Linked DNA regions of Lactuca sativa: region 1 is linked to region 2. The links are chromatin contacts, called in public Hi-C maps. All regions are on one chromosome and are shown on one strand. Each heading gives the region's core, a stretch centred on a gene start, on an enhancer-like site or on the middle of the called end of the contact. The rest is flanking DNA. Distances are from core to core; before and after follow the strand shown. Region 1 holds the start of LOC111878034 (protein EI24 homolog). Region 2 holds the start of LOC111878038.

What was found. A called contact is a pair of places that touch in the nucleus more often than the background predicts.
Region 1: a Hi-C map of leaf shows a contact between it and region 2, with 6 times the contacts expected there. The contact joins the promoter of LOC111878034 here to the promoter of LOC111878038 in region 2. A contact is called at or near these places in 3 of 4 Hi-C or Micro-C datasets (bud and leaf).

What each region holds. Positions count from the first base shown.
Region 1 is chr5:247,507,599-247,512,745 of Lsat_Salinas_v11, reverse strand. It overlaps LOC111878034 (protein EI24 homolog), which reads left to right and starts at 2,935. Exons shown (of 11, transcript XM_023874550.3): 1 at 2,935-3,106; 2 at 3,189-3,254; 3 at 3,894-4,041; 4 at 4,356-4,408; 5 at 4,487-4,639; 6 at 4,717-4,780; 7 at 4,847-4,932; 8 at 4,996-5,078. The coding sequence starts at 2,985. It also overlaps the pseudogene LOC111877970.
Region 2 is chr5:247,296,825-247,301,231 of Lsat_Salinas_v11, reverse strand. It overlaps LOC111878038, which reads left to right and starts at 2,284. Exons shown (of 3, transcript XM_023874555.3): 1 at 2,284-2,739; 2 at 2,823-2,941; 3 at 3,043-3,315. The coding sequence starts at 2,464. The coding sequence ends at 3,145.

The DNA.
Region 1 (5,147 bases), core at 1,686-4,185, 210 kb before region 2:
AGTGCTGCTTATGCTTAAACCAACTAATGTGATAATTCAAAGTATTAAGCTATAGGGTGTTTTAGGATACATGAGCTTCTTCCTGCTTTACTAATATTCTTCTGATAATGCTTTTATGATTTTACATACCAACAAATTTGACCTTTTTTTTCTTTCAGGAAGTGGAGGATATTCATACTTGTATGAGCCTTTATGGTGGGTAGGCATGATAACAAGTGAGTTTCTTATTTCATGTTGTTTAATGATATCCTATTAATCTACACCACTTTCTTTGTTCTGAGGATATTATGATTTACATGTCCATGTTGGCAGTGAGACCCGTTGATGGGGGCATTCACCCTATTTACTTGAAATGTTGATTCTTAATGTAAACACTAACCTTCATACAAACTTTTTGTATAATGGTTGTTGAAGAGGTTGCAAACTTTGTAGCCTCTGCATTTGCACTAGCTATTTTGGTTACTCCTCTTGGGGTACTCAGCATTATAATCCAGGTAGGTTTAAAAAAATATTTGAGATATAGATAAAAATATACAAATAAGGACAAATTTTAAGTATTTAAAAATATACAAATAAGGACAAATTTGTCCAAAGTTAGGACTTAAGGGTTGTTTCTTTCTTTTTTGTTCCTTAATGATGTGTGTGTGGATAATGTGTTGTATACATAACTTCAGTTTCTTTTCTAAACAATCTAAATAAGACTTAGTGACCATTTTACTTATCCATTTCAAAAAACATATTTCACAATATTTATCTATTTTAAGTATTTAAAAATATCAATCAATTCAACATGAGAAGAGTTGGGAGGAAAAAAGAAAAAATGCAAATAGGTAAAGGGTTAGTGTCTTAATACATTACACCCATGTCTTTTGGCTTAACCCAGTAAGTCATTATGTCTAAATTAAGTAAAAAATCAGCAATGTATACATGTACATATTAAGTGCTTAATCCATTAATCATTATGTCAAAAAGAAACAGCTCCTTAATCAAGTCGTTCTTTCTGCATTAGTAAAAAAGACACACCTATTCATCTATATATAGCTGACCTATGTCATATTGTAGTGTTGTGCTTGCACATATTTTTGGAGTTCTTGGTTGTGCTCTATGTGTTGTGGGTTCTATTACAATTGCTCTACATGCTCCTCAAGAACGTGCAATTGAATCAGTCATAGAGGTATGGGATCCTGCTACAGAGCCATGTAATAATCTTTTTTATTTAATTTTTGGGTTAAATGCACATTTATGCAAACAAGTTTTCACATTTTTCCCACTTTCATTTTGCAGCTTTTATTTTATATGGGGTGCTGGTGTTAGTAGTTGTTTTTATACTTGTCTTATGTTATATCCCGTTATATGGTCATACACATGTAATGTGCTACATTGGAGTTTGTTCTCTAGTAGGTTCTTTGTCGGTATGTAGCTTTCTTATTTCTTTTTTTAATTTATTCTCTTGATCTTTGTGTCTGAATATATAAAAGGGTTTTTTTTTTGTTTGTTTCACAGGTAATGAGTGTTAAAGGTCTTGGTATTGCTTTGAAGCTTACTTTTTCAGGAACAAATCAATTAGTTTATCCTTAAACATGGGCTTTTACCTTCTTTGTTCTGCTTTGTATCATTACTCACATGAATTATTTGAACAAGGTATTTTATTAAGTTGTTCTTTTTACATTAAGTCAAAGAAAACATCCATACTGAGTGCATGTTCTTTGGGTGCAATATTGACTATAGGCTCTTGACACCTTTAACACAGCTAGAACCTTCTTCATAAAACCAAAGACATGGTTGCTGGTATGCTTTTTTACCTTTTCATCACCATCATATTCTTTCTAATACAAAGTTTTATGGCACATGACTGGACAAACTTTCTATTGCTATTTTTAATATACAAATGACGAGGCATTCATGTCTTTTGTCTTTTGCATTGAGAGTGAGTCCCTGTCCCACCTTTCTGGGCGAGATAGCAAAAGTTGCAGTTTTTGTCCCATTGACATCAGTCATATCACTCTGACACTCTGTATGTGTAAAACAATTACATCTTGTGTATCAATGACAGGTCAGTGAAAGTCTCCAAGCACATGGATGAGGAAGATGGTATGTGTAATGAAGGCATCCCTTTGAGGACGAGTAATATGAACATGAGGTTAACATGATGTGTTTTTTTTAGCAAAGCACATTGTATTTTTACTCTTGGCCTTTTCATTAGCTAGGGGGAAATTGTTAACTTTATTATGTTTGTTAGTTAATTATATCAGTTATATAAATTCAACATATTGATTATAGAAAATGCACCTTCTTTTCTATCATGTAATATGTATGGTGTTCATAAGTGACATTTCTGTTGACCTTGATGTATGTAAGCTATCAAGTTTGCTAAAAAAAATCATATCATAATAACAAGACCATATTTATAATAATAAAATTTATAAGTATTATATTGCAAAAAGTTATAATATTATTTGAGTAAGTTACATATTGATGGATTTTTATATATTTGTAAGGATCAGTTACCATGAGTAACAATGTTAAAGAAAGATTATACATGTTGAACCTGGTTGTTATATGCAATATCTATAAACAAAAGGAACAAAAAATGCAATCGAAATTTAAGTTTTGGATTTGAGACAACAAAATTTTGAAAGTTATGAATGTCAGGGGTTAAATATAAATTCCCCAGAGATGAGGGACAGATTTGCAATTTTGGCGAAAGGAAAAATTTGAATGGCTTAATTTGGTGATCATCGAATTCTTTATTCTTCGTTGTCGTCTTGTCGATGGGGCTAGAATTTGTGTGTTTTGACCTACTACAGATGATATACTACAGGGACCAATACATTAAAATTTTCATTTAGGGACTAAACTTGTTACAAACGATAGACTATAGGGACCAAGTCATTAAAAGTTCGGCATATGAAACGTAACCCGCTGGTGCTGGAGGAATCAATTTCGTCTCTCTCACGCGCACGAAACAAAAAGTAAATTCAGTAATGGAAAACATCGGCCCCTTGATCAGAGGCTACCTCACGAAGCTAAAGCAAGCATCGGTGTTGTGGGTCGAAGGTTTTCGAGAAGCTTGCTGTCTCCACAGAGTCGTCATCTACTGTCTCAGGTTCTCCAATTTTTTCCACTTTTACACAAGTTGCTTCTTCAATTTCGACCTTTTGTTTTAATTGTTTTATTCGCTTCTGAAGGTCGAGGCAACTGATGATTCGAACCGGACAGTGCTTTCTCTTAAACGGTTTTATCTTTTTAGGGAGGTAATATCTTGCTCTGTTAATTTCTGCTGATGATTCGAATACTTATAACTATTATAAATTTGAGTTGATTGAAGTAAAACGATCCTACCTTTGTTCCTGAAAGAGTTACTATTGGATATTTGGAGGTCGTTAGTTAACGTTTTTAACTTCAAAATTGACTAGAATTAGTTTGTCTGCGTAGATCACATTGATAATTGTGTCTAATTATATAAGGAACATTACGATTGCGGAAATCTATGCCAAATTTGAACCTCAAAACTGTTTAGGTTTGAATCTATAATCGTGTAGAATTCACAGTACTTAAATAATCATAGCAATGTCATCCAACTACAAAGCAATTTTCACTGCTATAACCTAGTAATCTAGTATCAAAGTACAATCCTATAATTGGGTAATTTTTTCAAAGTAGAATGCAGTAATGGGAAAAAGTTTAAGTACAATGCTGTAATCGAAACAAATGAAATTAAGATGCTACAATAAACAAATAAAGGAAAGTACAATACTATTTGTGGCATTTAGCCCTAAAAATAAATTATTTCTTTATTAGTATCTTGATGCATAATGTTCAACTGTTACTTAGTTGCAATTCTCATTCGACCTTATACTCTCTATGGTGATCAAAACTTGTATTATTTGCAGTATTTTCATTCTAAGATCTCTTATCATTCCAACACTACAATGGATATTACCCTTTGGAGTCTCAGGTGGTGATCAAGATCTATGCTTATCGCATATGCCTATAAGATTGTATGCCTTCTTACGACTTGGACTCTTACAACTTATTTATGTGAGTATACAATAGGAAACTTGGTTAATTTATGTGTGCAGATTTGATCTAAAGATGCCTACTTTAACAATCATTGAGAATTAATTCTTGAAATGTGAGTTGCCATGATGCCTACAATCTCAAAATGCTAAATATGTTTGTGCTTAAGTCTCTACATCTCCCTTGTACCTGGTGAACCCCATCTACTTGAGAGAGTTGACTATGGACTCCCTTATCGGTTGACTTGTTTGACTTTTCTGTCTTTTGAAGTTGATGTTTTGTGATTTTGAAATGCTGCCAATGCCATGAATTGATATGATTTTGGTTGTGAACAGGGTCTATGGTTCTACCCTTTGTACATATTCAGCTTCATTTTAAGCACTATATGGTACATATTTATTTATAATGAGTCTTAAATACAGCATTTGCCACCTGCATACATAATAAATAACATGCTTATATCTAGGTACAATGATATTGCTCAGTTTGGTCTTACAGTGACTGAAACACCTGGATCAACCAATGCAACTCCATCTAACAATAACAAAAAAGAGGCATCAACTTCAGAAAATACAACACACAGACATACACATGTTGATAAACCAACTGACCTTGGCAGGTAAAAAAAAAAAAATTTTTTTGGAGCTGCTAATTTAGTTGCCATAACCATAAGTAACATCATATACTTATTTTCAGGGTCATGATAGGAATAGCAGAACAAGGCTATTCACTCCTCCTACTGACCTTTTTCTTTCTCGAGGTATATACATATATATCATATTTTATTTTCCTTTTATGGTAATAATATAGATATATTATATAACAGGTTTACCTCACGGGTTTGGTGCCTTATATTGGGAAGGCACTCAATTTCATACTTCTTTCATGGATGTATGCCTACTACTGCTTTGAGTAAGTGGCGATGACATGGCTCCTGTTTTTTATTTTGTGGCTTCTCATTTAATTTTTTTATAGGTACAAATGGAACTTCTCTGGTTTGAGTTTGGATAAAAGGCTTGACTTCTTTGAGTCAAACTGGGCATTCTTTGCTGGTTTTGGTGATTTTTTTTTTTCATTTTCTTTCACACTTTTACATTTGATTTGTCTCAATTATTCTAAAGGGCATC
Region 2 (4,407 bases), core at 1,035-3,534:
TAGTTGAATATGGATTGCTTTGACTGCGTGTACAAGAGAGAAGTTTCGGGTTGTCACAGTATGTGTCGTTTTGGAAAGCTCACTAAGATATGTGCTTACAATTTTCATGTTTATGGTTTCATTTACTTTCGGTTCCAAGGGGAAGAGCTCGACGTGATTGCATCGCATCCGTCTGTATTCCGCATTTATGAGATGATTTGTACTCTGATAATTATTTTATACACTTTCATACTTTGATGAGTTTTGAAATGATTGACTAGTGGTTTTGATTAACTTAAAAACAAAAAATTTTACTTAGTATTTTTGGGATGTTATAGGGATTGTCCTTCATAGTGAAGCCTTTGATAATTTGGAGACTTTCTTTGTAAAAGTTTCGTACTTCTACGTAAATATGGTTACAACCCATAAATTAAACTACAAATAAGAACTTAAATTGACTAACAGATGCAATTAAAATTATTCAAGAAAGAAACACCTTGTCTTGTTGTTCTTCTAGGTTATGCAATATAGGCTCCATAATCGATTTATGTCACATGTGAATCCTCAGTCTAGTAAATGTCACAAAAAGATGGGAATCGGTGTTATATAGTGTTATATTGGGCCAATTAAGTGAAAACGTATGGAGAGAACCATAGAAACAACGTGGGGAAACGGGGCGAGGTGAGTGGTAATCCATGAATTCAAGGGCGTGGGGTGGGGAGGCTGAAAATTTCGGGGTTGGGGGTGGGGGATGCAATTCTCGTTCCATTTACCCCCGTTGACATCCCTACTTTCAACCCTCATATTTATCTCTTTCCCAATCTTTATCTTAGGGGGTGTTTAGATAGGGAAAAAATAAGTTGCTTATTGCTTATTGTTTAATCTCACCGCAATAAGCAAATTTAAGTGTTTGGATAAAAGTTTTTAAAAACCAGCTTATTGCAGTAGTAATAAGCTAAATAAACTGATTTTAATAAACAATGGGATGAATGTTTATTGCTTATTGCTTATTGCTCATTTTACTCATATAAGCTGTTTTGTTTGTCAAACACTTCAAATGTTTATTGTTTATTGCTTATTCCCACCGCAATAAGCTAATCCAAACACATTTTAAAAAAATGTTTATTCCCACCGCAATAAGCTAATAACATAAAAAAAATTTATCCAAACACCACTTATTCAATAAAAATCCTAAACTTATTATTTGTCTTCTTCATCTTAAACCTTATATTAAACCTACAATTTTCACAACTCAACTTATTTAACCAGAATATAGGATGGTAATTATATGTTGTACCCTCCCTTTTAGCGTCTTTAACCAATATATTTTCTTCACTTTCATTCTTTATCTTTTAATATAATGATATTTAGATTTTGGACTTTTTCTTTTTGTGTTTTGTCTAAGGTATAAAATTTTAAACTCTCAACTCTTTTAAATGGAACCCATTCCTCATATGAAAACTACCAGTAGAGGGCTTACACTTTGAGCAAACAATCCTTTGGGTTGGGCCCAACTTTATTCGAAAATTAACACGTAACAGTAGAACTAAAAGTAATAAGTTTCCATTTTGATTCGTTGGCTCCACTTTCAGTGTGTTTGCCTTATATACATTGGCTAAATTTGGTAAAATATGGAGATAGTGTGTTTGCCTTATATATATTGTCTAAATTTGGTAAAATATGGACATAGTGTGGTTCACTAAAATCATATAACCTCGCAACTAATTGGTCATTATGATTGTAACTCATGTTGTGATATTTTTCCTAACATCACATAAAAGAATAAATATATTTAAATATGACCTAATGTCGAAACAGTAATAAAGAAATAGGGGAAACAACATTGATGTGTTAGTAAGAAGGGTGGACTAAGAGTAGGAGACAGAGATGGTAATGTTGCAATAGCAATGACAAACAAAGGTGAGGTGCATCGACAATGTGGTTGTAGGTTTGAGTACCAATCATAGAGGAGTAATGATAATCGCAGTATTAACCGTAGTTGAAAATTAGAGAATTTAAAGAGGAAAGAGGATAATACAGAAATATTAATAAACAGGATAATATAATCTTAAAATGTAAATCTAAAATGCAAATTTATGAAATCTGAGGGCGTAATATAGAAATATTAATAAATAGGGTAGATTATTGAATAGGGAAAAAGTATAGGGACTAAAAGTGTAATATTACACTTTCAAGTTTCAACGCGCGCACGCATGGAGTCAAGCGACTTTGCTGAATATATGAGTTTCTATGTATAGAAAAAACAACAAAGGATAGAGATGGAAAACAGGGTGAAAAGAAAACTATGGACCCAAATCAGGTAACGCCATCAATACCAGAAACCGCCGCAAACATCTTTCACTCTTGTTCACGACACCTGTAAATACAACCCAATATAATATGGATCCAATCCTCCATTCTCCATACTCAAATCACACAACTAGCTAGATTTAGTAACTGCAGCAGGAGTTGATATCTCGATCGATGACAACCAAGGAACGGAAGATACTGGTGGCGGTGGACGAAGGCGAGGAGAGCACGTACGCGCTGTCGTGGTGCCTGAAAAACGTCGTCGCCGAGAATTCGAAAGACACCCTCGTCCTCCTCTACGTCAAACCACCGCAAGTCGTCTACACAGCTCTCGATGGATCAGGGTATTTGTTTTCGCCGGATATAATTGCCACCATGGATAACTACAGGAACCAGGTAGCTGAATCCGTGATGGAAAAGGCCAAAAAGCTTTGCAAAGATCTTCAAGATGTGAGAAATTAAACTCTCTTTCAATTCTCTCTAAAGAGTATATATGATCGTATTTTATGTTGATTATTCGAGTTGTGTTGTAGGTGAAGGTGGAGACGAGGGTGGAACAGGGTGATCCGAGGGATGTGATCTGCAGTGCGGCGGAGAAAATGGGTGTGGACATGGTGGTGTTGGGCAGCCATGGATACGGATTGATTAAGAGGTCAGTTGTGTTTCTAACTTTCTATTGTGGATCGATGATTTATGTTTATGAAATATATGAAAATTGAAAAGTGATGGAATTGGATGCATTGAAATTGGCAGGGCATTTCTTGGAAGTGTGAGTAATCACTGTGCGCAAAACGCCAAGTGTCCGGTCTTGATAGTCAAGAAGCCCAAAACCTCTGCCGCTGCAACTTCCACTTGAAGTTGAAGTTGTTGTTAGTGTCGTGTTATGTTATTATTTATGCATTGAAGTTTGTACGATGGTTATTGTTGCTGTTTTACTTTTAAGTTTATTGCGTTTGGTATTTTGAAGGCATTGTAAATATGAGACGAGCTTATGAACATAATGAAATATCAGTGGTATTATATGAATATGATTGATTAGATTTGTTTACGGTTGAAAAGACAAAAGCTAAGTTGAATAGAGAGGAAAAAAGCATTTTAGTGGGTTGACAAGATGTTAGATTAATTGGAAACGTATCGAACTTTCAAAGAACTATGAGAGTTATATGCATAGCTCCAACCATCGTTGTTAGATTCTCGATATCTTAGATCTTAAGTTTTTTTTTTTTTTTTTTTTTAATAATCATAGTAGGACCAATTCTGATTTTGTGTACTAAGATTTTAGGATTTGACTAGGATGAATCTTATTCCGATTTTTATTACATTCAAGTCTTAAGTCTTCTTGATCTCAGAAAATTCATTTCTTCTGCTAAAAAAATCCTATGCATAGCCTAAATGATTCATTTACCATTTTACCTTGACATGGATTCATCTATTCAACTCGAAATCTACCGTTGCAGACTGCAGGAAGCCTCATAAAACATATGGCACATTTCGAATAGGTAGAGCACATATAAAGATACGGATTTTAGTCTCTTTGTGATTTTGTGTTTAGCTACACGTGGTCACAATGATATTGTTTTGTTTTTATGTTTACGATTTTTTTCTTTATAATTATTGGGTTTGCACCTACAAAAATTATAACCAATTAGATAGTCAAAGTTGACTGATACGTCTTGATCAACATCAAATTGTAATGTATAACGTAAAAATAAGATCTTCCACAAAGACTGGCTCAAGAAAAAAAGTCTAGAAAAAGACCAAGTTCATCAATTGCAATGAGTGTATGAGGGCCTGAAGGGAAACTATATTGGAGGGTTTTTTTCACGATGAAGTGAATAATGCCTTGATGTGAACAATTTGACATGCAAGTTCATAGGTATTTGAGTAGTGCAAATTCATATGATCGAAGGTGTTGTTCACATGTGTTCCTCGATATTTGTTATATATGTGTATAATTTGATTTTTTTTTTGAGTAAATTACACGAATGGTCCCTATGGTTTAGGGTAATTTATGCATTTGGTTCTTAGTTTATTTTTTTTAACTCGGTAGGTCCCTAATGTTTGTTTTTGTTACGCATTTGGTCCCTGTCTTATCTAAAAAGACTATTTTTTCTTGAT